Linked DNA regions of Rattus norvegicus: region 2 is linked to region 1. A link is a contact called in public Hi-C data. All regions are on one chromosome and are shown on one strand. The core of a region is the stretch at or near the end of the contact, and the rest is flanking DNA. Distances in the headings are between cores, read along the strand shown. Region 1 holds the start of Sart1 (spliceosome associated factor 1, recruiter of U4/U6.U5 tri-snRNP). Region 2 holds the start of Rnaseh2c (ribonuclease H2, subunit C).

What was found. A called contact is a pair of places that touch in the nucleus more often than the background predicts.
Region 2: a contact with region 1 is called in a Hi-C map of Schwann cells, with 3 times the contacts expected there. The contact joins the promoter of Rnaseh2c here to the promoter of Sart1 in region 1. A contact is called at or near these places in 2 of 12 Hi-C or Micro-C datasets (Schwann cells and mammary epithelial cells).

Annotation. Positions count from the first base shown.
Region 1 is chr1:212,126,296-212,130,562 of GRCr8, forward strand. Sart1 (spliceosome associated factor 1, recruiter of U4/U6.U5 tri-snRNP) reads right to left here and starts at 2,191. Exons shown (of 19, transcript NM_031596.1): 1 at 1,821-2,191. The coding sequence starts at 2,133. LOC134483957 (a long non-coding RNA gene) reads left to right here and starts at 2,268. Exons shown (of 2, transcript XR_010061178.1): 1 at 2,268-2,397. It overlaps Tsga10ip (testis specific 10 interacting protein), which reads right to left. Exons shown (of 8, transcript NM_001270737.1): 7 at 4,189-4,267; 8 at 3,626-3,761. The coding sequence ends at 3,653.
Region 2 is chr1:212,321,674-212,325,940 of GRCr8, forward strand. Rnaseh2c (ribonuclease H2, subunit C) reads left to right here and starts at 2,289. Exons shown (of 4, transcript NM_001401703.1): 1 at 2,289-2,478; 2 at 2,592-2,773; 3 at 2,849-2,968; 4 at 3,223-3,338. The coding sequence starts at 2,307. The coding sequence ends at 3,249. Kat5 (lysine acetyltransferase 5) reads right to left here. Exons shown (of 14, transcript NM_001005872.1): 12 at 4,232-4,267; 13 at 4,039-4,120; 14 at 3,416-3,951. The coding sequence ends at 3,817.

The sequences.
Region 1 (4,267 bases), core at 941-3,440:
TCCCTGTTCAATTACTAACCAGAATTAAAACTCTGTCTTCAACTGCACAGCACCGTCCATCATTTCTGGCACTTTCTGCTCACGGCAGGGGTCTGTGCCAGGTGTGTACGTAAGTAAACAAGTACACAAATAAATAAATAAATAAGCAAGTGCCCTGGATCTGCTCTATCCATCCCACAAACAGAAGAGAACTTCAACAAACACCTTACAGTGGAAGATGCATCAAATTTAGCTCTCCAACCAGGCCCCACCAGGAGGGCATCTTCTTGAAAATCTCCCTCTTTTTTAAACCCAACAGTCCCTTTCTCCTCCACCTAGGTGCCACCCCACTTTCTGTATGAATTCTCAAGTCTCCCTTTTTCCAACTAGCAATTATTTTCAAGAAAAGTTCTGATCTGGAGACTAACTGGAGAGATGTCTCGGTGGTAAGAGCACTTGCTGTTCTTACAAAGGGCCCAGGTTTGGGTCTCAGAATCCATATGGTTAACTCACAGCCATCCAGTTCAGTTCCAGGAGATCCAGTGCCTTCTTCTGACCTCCACAAGCACAGGCACATGAAGGTAAGATACTCAAATGCATAAAATAAAAATAATCCTTTGTTTAAAAAATCTGGTTTTGGGCTGGAGAGATGGCTCAGCGGTTAAGAGCACTGACTGCTCTTCCAGAGGTCCTGAGTTCAAATCCCAGCAACCACATGGTGGCTCACAACCATCTGTAATGAGATCTGATGCCCTCTTCTGGTGTGTCTGAAGACAGCTACAGTGTACTTACATATAATAAATAAATCTTTTAAAAAAAAAATCTGGTTTTGCTTAATGTCCTACTGTGTGTGACACTGTTCAGCAGTCATCGCTTTGCATAGATCTATGATCCGACTGTGGGTTTCCTGCCACTGGCTATTACTTATGTTCCTCAACATGTTCCTCTGTTCACAATCGAGCTTCTGGAATTTATCAGGTTCTATTCCTGACCCTAGTTCTCATTCCACGTGTTCTAAGGCACTTCTTTGGTTTCCTGAATACGCACCAGCCCAAAGTCACTCTATCCTACTTAAACTGTCAGGTTTCCCATACACATCAACCACAGAGTTCTCCCAAAACCTGTGTCATTCTCCCCTGCCTCAAATCTGCTTCTCTTCCAAACTCAGTGCCAAGAGATAACACCACCATTCACCAGGCCACTCAGGCAGAAACTCAAAAGGAACTTTCTCTACTTCTCATCCGTCACATCCTCAGTCCAGACACTAAAATTGTTAGTTCCAACTTCCTAAATACCTACTCAACCTGTCCACTACTCTCCACCCTACTGCATGGAGAAACATGCATACTATTAGCCCTTACCTGTTTGATTAGACCTCCTTCCTCATCTCTGGCCCTACTTTTTACAAACTCTCAGCCCACTCATCTTCATAAAATATCAAGCAAATCAAGTCACTTCCTTACTCAAATCCTTGGCTCCCTACTACCCTTCCTCATAACAAAGCCCAAATTTCTCAACAGAGCTTACAGCACAGTCCATTGGTGTTCAGACACAGCCTATCTTACTGCTTCATGTCTCTGCAATGAACCCAACACCATTCGTCTGTGCATGCTCGTTCCACCTCATTCATCCACAGGATGCATTACTGTGAAATGCCAGAAGGACAGGGGAAAAGAAGACTGTTTTCTTGAAGCTAAAGGTGGAAAAGTCTATGTTTAATCCCAAACACCCGGAGAAAGTCTTTTAACACGAGAGACATAAGCCCTCGAGGTCATACTGCACCCTCCATCCTGCGCGCACCCCAAGATCCTGCCCCGCCCCCGGCTCCGCCCCTCCCTCACCGGCCTCATAGCCTTCATCGCGTTTCTCCCGCTTCACGCGCCGCTCCGAGGGTTCCGCTTGGCTTCGTTCACGACCATGCGCGCCGCTGCGGGCCTCGGCTTCGGCCCCGCGCCTCCCGCTCCCGCGCTCGGCCCCACGCTCGCGGCTCCGCTTCCGTCGTTCGCCGCCGCTGCTGCCGCCGCCGCTGCTCCGATGCTTGTGTTTCTTGTGCTCTCGATGCCGTGGCGGCTGCTCGGTAGTGCCCCCGGTACCGGCCGCAGCCGTAGTCCCGGCTGCCTCCTTCTCTCCACGGTGCTTCTTTGACGACCCCATGATTAGTGCGTCCGCCTGGAGCCGGGCCGCCACCCGAACCCAGACGACGCAAAATGGGAACACTTCCGGGTCGCGCGACCGCCCCCTTCCTGTTGCCGGAAACTAAGAGGGGCTGTTTCCGGGGCCTGCCTGGGAACCTCCAAAGGCTCATGGGAGGGACCGATTGAGAGTGCGCGTTCCCACCTGCCAGGTACTGATCTCTGGGCACGCGCGCCTGTAGAGACTGCGAAATCAAGATTCTCGCACGGGTTAGACAGTAGTCTTGTAAGTAGAGTTGTAAGAACCTTGGAATGTTACTATTCCACCATCTCCGGAGCTAGAAGCTTTCCCTGCCTCTTTCTCCACACTGATAGCCTCGTGGTGCTCTGTACCTCAAGTCTCTCCGTGGGCAGCCCCCTCTCCAGTGATTTTCCTAGTAGGCTCCCCGGGCCGGGGCTCCATCCGGTGTTGGAAAATACTTTGTTTTCTTCTTGCTCGAGATGCCAGCTCCAAAGGCCAAGCCTTGCAACCCCTTTAAGGCAGAATTGCCAGCGAACACTACCGTCATCCCGTGTCCCCTGGACTGGTGGATTGGGCCTTTTTCTTTTTTTTTTTTTTTTTTTTTTTTTTTTTTTTTTTTTTTCGGAGCTGGGGACCGAACCCAGGGCCTTGCGCTTCCTAGGTAAGCGCTCTACCACTGAGCTAAATCCCCAGCCCCTGGATTGGGCCTTTTTAACTGGGCTCTGTAGTACTAAGGAATGCTCCATGAATTTGTGCCTATAAACACGGTGATATTGAATGCTGGTTTATTATTATTGTTTCTAGTTATCTTTTTTAAAGGTAATTCTATATATCCCTGGTTGACCTAGTACTTGTTAGTTAGCCCTGGCTGGCCTCAAACCCTCCATAGCCCCTCTGTCAGCCTGCCATGTGCTAGAATTTCAGGCGTGCATGGCTACTCTAGGCTAGAGAGCAAATTCGGCACATTTGTGCATGCACGGATGTTTTACCTCTCTTTTTTTTTCCTTTCAGACTGGCCCATTAACTATGTAGCCCAGGCTGGGATTACAGGCATAAGCCACAATGCTTTTCCAGCCTTTTTTAGGGTTTCTGTTTGATTGCTTGTTTGGTTTGGGTCTTAAGGAGAGGATGTTTTAGGGTAAGGGTTCAGACACTTCTGATAGTCGTTGCTACTCTGGGCTTCCTGTGTAGCATATCTCTGGTGTGTTTTGGTGTGGGGGATGGGCTCCTTTAAAGTTCCGCTCCAAGACTGTTCAGAAGCAATGTCCTGTTCTAAGATTTCTAGGTGTGTGTCTACCCCCCCCCCCCCCCCCCGTGTGTTGGAGAAAACATGGGAAAGTCTCGGCGGATTCCTTTCAGGTGTCCCACTCCTCAGAAGCAGAAACCGCATGTTTGCTGAGGATAAGGTGTAGCCTGGGTTTCCAGAGTATGGGGTAAACAGCTCAAACAACTCAGCCCACAGCCAGCTCGCCTCAGAAATCTTACTCTGTACTTGGCCATAAAGCATTTAATTTTTCTCTCAGTCCAGGGTTGGGGAAGGGTGTCTTCCAGGCTGGCTGCTGGTTGGCTCTGTCTTTGGGGGACTCTGAGGAGAGGACTCCATTTCTACTCCAAATGACCGGTAGCTCCTTAAAGACACAGATGGAGGCCAATGGTCTCCACAGCACCCTATTCCATGCCCAGTGCAAACTTCTACCCTGTGGGTCTAAATCTAAGTCCTATGCTTGGTTGCTGTGTGACACTGGAGAGGGACACCCCGTCCTGCAGTCTCAGTGGTTTGGGGGTTGGTTGGTTGTTTTACTGTGAAGTGAATCTTACAGTCCCTGCTCTGTACCAGATTACTTACCCTAAGGGGTAAGGGACACCCTGAAAGGTGACAGAACGACACCAGCTGCTGGCGCAAGGGTGATTGCTCAGAGTCCAGGACTAGCTTTACTGCTTACTCCTGTGTCAAGTAAGGTCCTACTCTGGTCTCATTGGAAGGTGGGGACAGTAGCCCTGGCTCACCTTCCTGAGTGACATGGAGAACTGGAAGGGTACCTTGTCCCATCTCACCTGTGTTTCCGGGGGATGCCCTCTGCATTGCCTGCCTCAGCCAGCAGCTGTTCCTCATCCACTCCCAATGCTGACAGCA
Region 2 (4,267 bases), core at 1,039-3,538, 200 kb after region 1:
CAGTGACTCACAACTATCTTTAACCAAGGTATCTAATACCCTTTTCTGGCACCTGTGTGATGCATAGACAGACATGCAGGTAAGATACCCATACATAGAAAATAAAAATAAAAAATAAATTGTGGGGCTGGAGAGATGGCTTAGTAGTTAAGAGCATCAGTTACTTTCCCAGAGGACCTGGGTTCAATTCCCAGCACCCACATGACAGCTCACAACTGTCTGTAACTCTAGTTCCAGGGGATCCAACACCCTTCTACAGACATATATGCACATTAATGAACATAAATTTAAAAATCATTTTTTAAAAGTCATAAGGGGGGGTTGGGGATTTAGCTCAGTGGTAGAGCACTTGCCTAGGAAGCACAAGGCCCTGGGTTCGGTCCCCAGCTCCGAAAAAAAGAACCAAAAAAAAAAAAAAGTCATAAGGAACAGGGAACCTGTGCTTTTCAGGAAAGCTCTGAGGTGGCGGTAGAAAGGGACTGGGGATGAAAGAGTTACAGTAACCCAGTTGGAGCTAAAGAAGCTGCAGCAGGAGGGGGAGTGTCAGTGAAGAGGGCCAGCCATAGCTGTGAAGACCTGGCTGGGGCTACTTCTACCTCCAAGAATACCAGAGGGGTGCTGGATGCCCAACAATCATTTCCTCAGACTCAGGGAAGCATTTACTCGGACCAAAGGGAGAACTTACTGAATTGCCACTGTTGGATGAGATGCCAAGTGATTGGTAAAGCAGAAGGTGAATCTGTTATAGGTAGACTGGAGATAGGGTCCCAGTGGGGCTCTGACCTTGAGAGGGAGACAGGCATAGGCCTATCTGAGCCACAAAAACAAGCAGTTTTTTAGCACAATTATATCTTGGCTATCAGGAACCAAGGAATATCATAAAGTCACACCACACAACAAACTTCACACAAGAGGTTTGCTGGGGAATAACACAGCATAACCGCTACCTCTGAACAGGAAGAGAGACATTAGAGGGCTGGGCAGTGGGAAGGCTTTTATAGGGTTTTAAAAACATGTGCAGTGAGCTGGTGGAGCATGTGCAGTGTGAGCTGGTGGAGCATGTGTAGTGTGAGCTGGTGTGGAGCATGTGCAGTGTGAGCTGGTGGGGCATGTGCAGTGTGAGCTGGTGGAGTATGTGCAGTGTGAGCTGGTGGAGAATGTGCAGTGTGAGCTGGTGTAGAGCATGTGCAGTGTGAGCTGGTGTAGAGCATGTTCAGTGTGAGCTGGTGTAGAGCATGTGCAGTGTGAGCTGGTGTAGAGCATGTGCAGTGTGAGCTGGTGTAGAGCATGTGCAGTGTGCTAGTGAAAAAAATACAACCCAGCTAGAAGTACTGCTTGAAGACAAACTTTGAAACATTGTTTGCTGTCAAAGGGGCTGGGATTTCCAAGTCTTAGAGCATGGAGACAGGCCAGGGGCAGGGTGTTTCCCTTGAGTTTTGAGCAGCTAGGCCCTGCCCCCAAGACTTCTCTTGTCATTATGTCCAGCACCACTGGAAAGTAGCCAGACTATGCCTTACAGATTGAAAACCAAAACAACAAAACCCATCCAAGATCAAGCCGCAATCCCTGAGCTTGCCCGAATATCAGGTCACAAAATCCCTCATTCTCAGACCACTTGGGATAGTTCTGCCCCACCTCCAAAAACCGTACATAAAGCCTGCCTCCTGCTCAGTTCTTTGCTGCTTCTCCTCTGAGCAGAGATAGCCACCCTCCCTCCCATGTCTTTCCCAATAACTCTCCTGTGTGAGGTTTGTTGTGTAGTATGACTTTGTGGTATTTTTTGGTTCCCAACTGCCAGGATCCTTTCTCCCCAGAGCTGTAACTCTTGCACTGGTCTTAGAAGTTAGGGGCTGGGTGTTCCTTTTTTGGTTCTTCTCCCCTACAGGATGGTAGTTCTAGAGCACGCACTTAATATGCGCAATACGTTGAATCCAATCCGCATCATCATCAAAAATAGTTTATCAGGCAACCTTTATAAATAGGACTCTTCTAGCAGTCCGTTTAGTTTTTGTTGTTGTTGTTGTTGTTGTTGTTGTTGTTGTTGTTTGTTTTGTTTTCAAACGACAAGATCCATAAGAACTGGGAGGTATGGTGGCGTAAGCTAAACCCCAGGACCGGGGAAGTAGAGATACAAAGATGAGATCACACTTATAAAGACTTCATCACAGGCAGAAGTATCCTTACAGAGAGCAGCCAGAGAAAAAGACTACGATTCCCATAGGGCTCTGCATCTAGTGTGCTCGGTCTCCCGACAGGCCCTGCGCGTCTCACCCGCCAGCTTTTGCCTGAACCTACAAGCATCCGAGATGAAGAACCCGGAGGAAGCTGGGGACGATAAACAGCGTATTCACCTGCGCCCTGGCTCACTGCGTGGCGCCGCACCAGCTAAGCTGCACCTCCTGCCATGTGACGTTCTGGTCAGCCGGCCCGCCCCGGTTGAACGCTTCTTCACGCCCGCCGTCCGCCACGGTGCAGACGGTGAGTCCGGGCAGGCCCCGTGGCTCTCGGGCTTCGTGGTCCGCGGGAGAGGCCGCCGATTCATTCTCCGGGGGCCAGGCCCAGTCTTATGGCTTTGCATGTCCCTCCTGCAGGACTGCAGGTGTCGTTTCGCGGTCGTGGCCTGCGGGGCGAAGATGTAGCTGTCCCGCCAGGGTTTGCGGGATTCGTGATGGTGACAGAAGAGATGGGAGAGGGGCTGATAGGGAAGCTGAACTTCTCAGGGGACGCGGAGGACAAAGCGGACGAGGCACAGGAGCCGCTGGAGCGGGACTTTGTGAGCAGAGGGAGATGGTAGGTTTGGGGTGAGGGCAATAGCTGCCGTCCCTATTCTGAACCCAGCTTTTTCCAGGACCGCTTTATCGGAGCCACCGGCAGCTTCAGTCACTTCACCTTGTGGGGTCTGGAAACGGTCCCTGGTCCAGATGCCAAAGTGCATAGGGCCCTAGGTTGGCCCAGCCTTGCTGCAGCGGTACGTATACTCAAGGGCTCTTTTCCCCTCAGGCTTGGTCGCACTTAGCACTAGCTTTGAATCGTGTCTCTAGTATTTGGGGTTCTAGGGGCAAATAAGCACCACAGGGATCATGGCTCCAGAGGTCCAGACTAGGGACTGGTGGGAGGCATTCCCCACTTTTCTCTTAGAAGGGGCTGTCACCCTGAGCAGCTGGGTTCCCACCCAACTGCTGTGTATTATAAATCACAAAGCAGAAGTGACTCCTGTTGCAGATTCACGCACAGGTGCCAGAGGACTGAGAGCCAGAGCATGAAAATGAAAGTCACAGAGCCCTTCACACCACTTTGGAGCCACTGTTTCTATCCCAATAAATGAGATCTTCACAACACCTGAGTCTGTGGGCACCTTACCACCCTGAAGCTGGCATTGCATGGCACCCAGTCTGGCAAGAACTCCTGATCGCTCTGCCTATAAAAACAATTTATTTCTGGGGGCAGGGAGGGCCAGAACTTTGCAACCAGCGCCCACCCCACCCTCCAGCTCCTCCTTTACAAAAGAAATTTTTACAGTCACCAGTCCTGTACAGATGCTCCCCACCCGCCTTAGTGTACACAGCTGCCTGGGTCCCCCTGGTCCCTGTGTTCAGAGCGGACCTGAGCCAACAAGCCAGCTATCCTTGGAGTCGGCCTAGACCTGAGCTCGCTTTGGTACTGGCCACTAGTTGGCCCCTCCTAGGCCTCTTCTTCTTTTGGGTCTGTCCTTTGGCCTGTCTCCCTTTGCATGACTCTTCGAAGCTCGAATGGGATACGACAGGATGACAGCCGTGTTCAGCTGGCTTTCGCGGTGTTGCAGTGAGAGTGTGTGTGTCACCACTTTCCTCTCTTGCTCCAGTCTTTGGGAGTGAAGTGCAGACACTTGGAGTCAATTCGAAGGAGCCGCTTGAGCATAGCCCGCTCATGCCCATCCACGATGTCTTCTGACAGAGTGAGGATATACTGGCCCTGAGCAAAAGACAGACCCAGCTCATGGTCAGTCGCAGAGCCTGCATCCTGGTACCCCTCACCTATCCCCTAAGCACGCCTCCTGACCTTGTAGTAATTGATGAGATTGAGATACTGCAGTGTGGAAATGACATCTTCTTTCTTGATACTAGTGATTTCACTGATCTCACTGGGGAGGGGGAGGGTGAAAGTTAAGTCCCCGAGGGTATTCATCTGTCCCCAGAAACCCCAGGGACAGACAGGCCATACCACAAACCCCCAGGTGGACATTTGGGCTCACTTGATGGTGATCTGTGGTCTCTCCCCACTCTCCGAC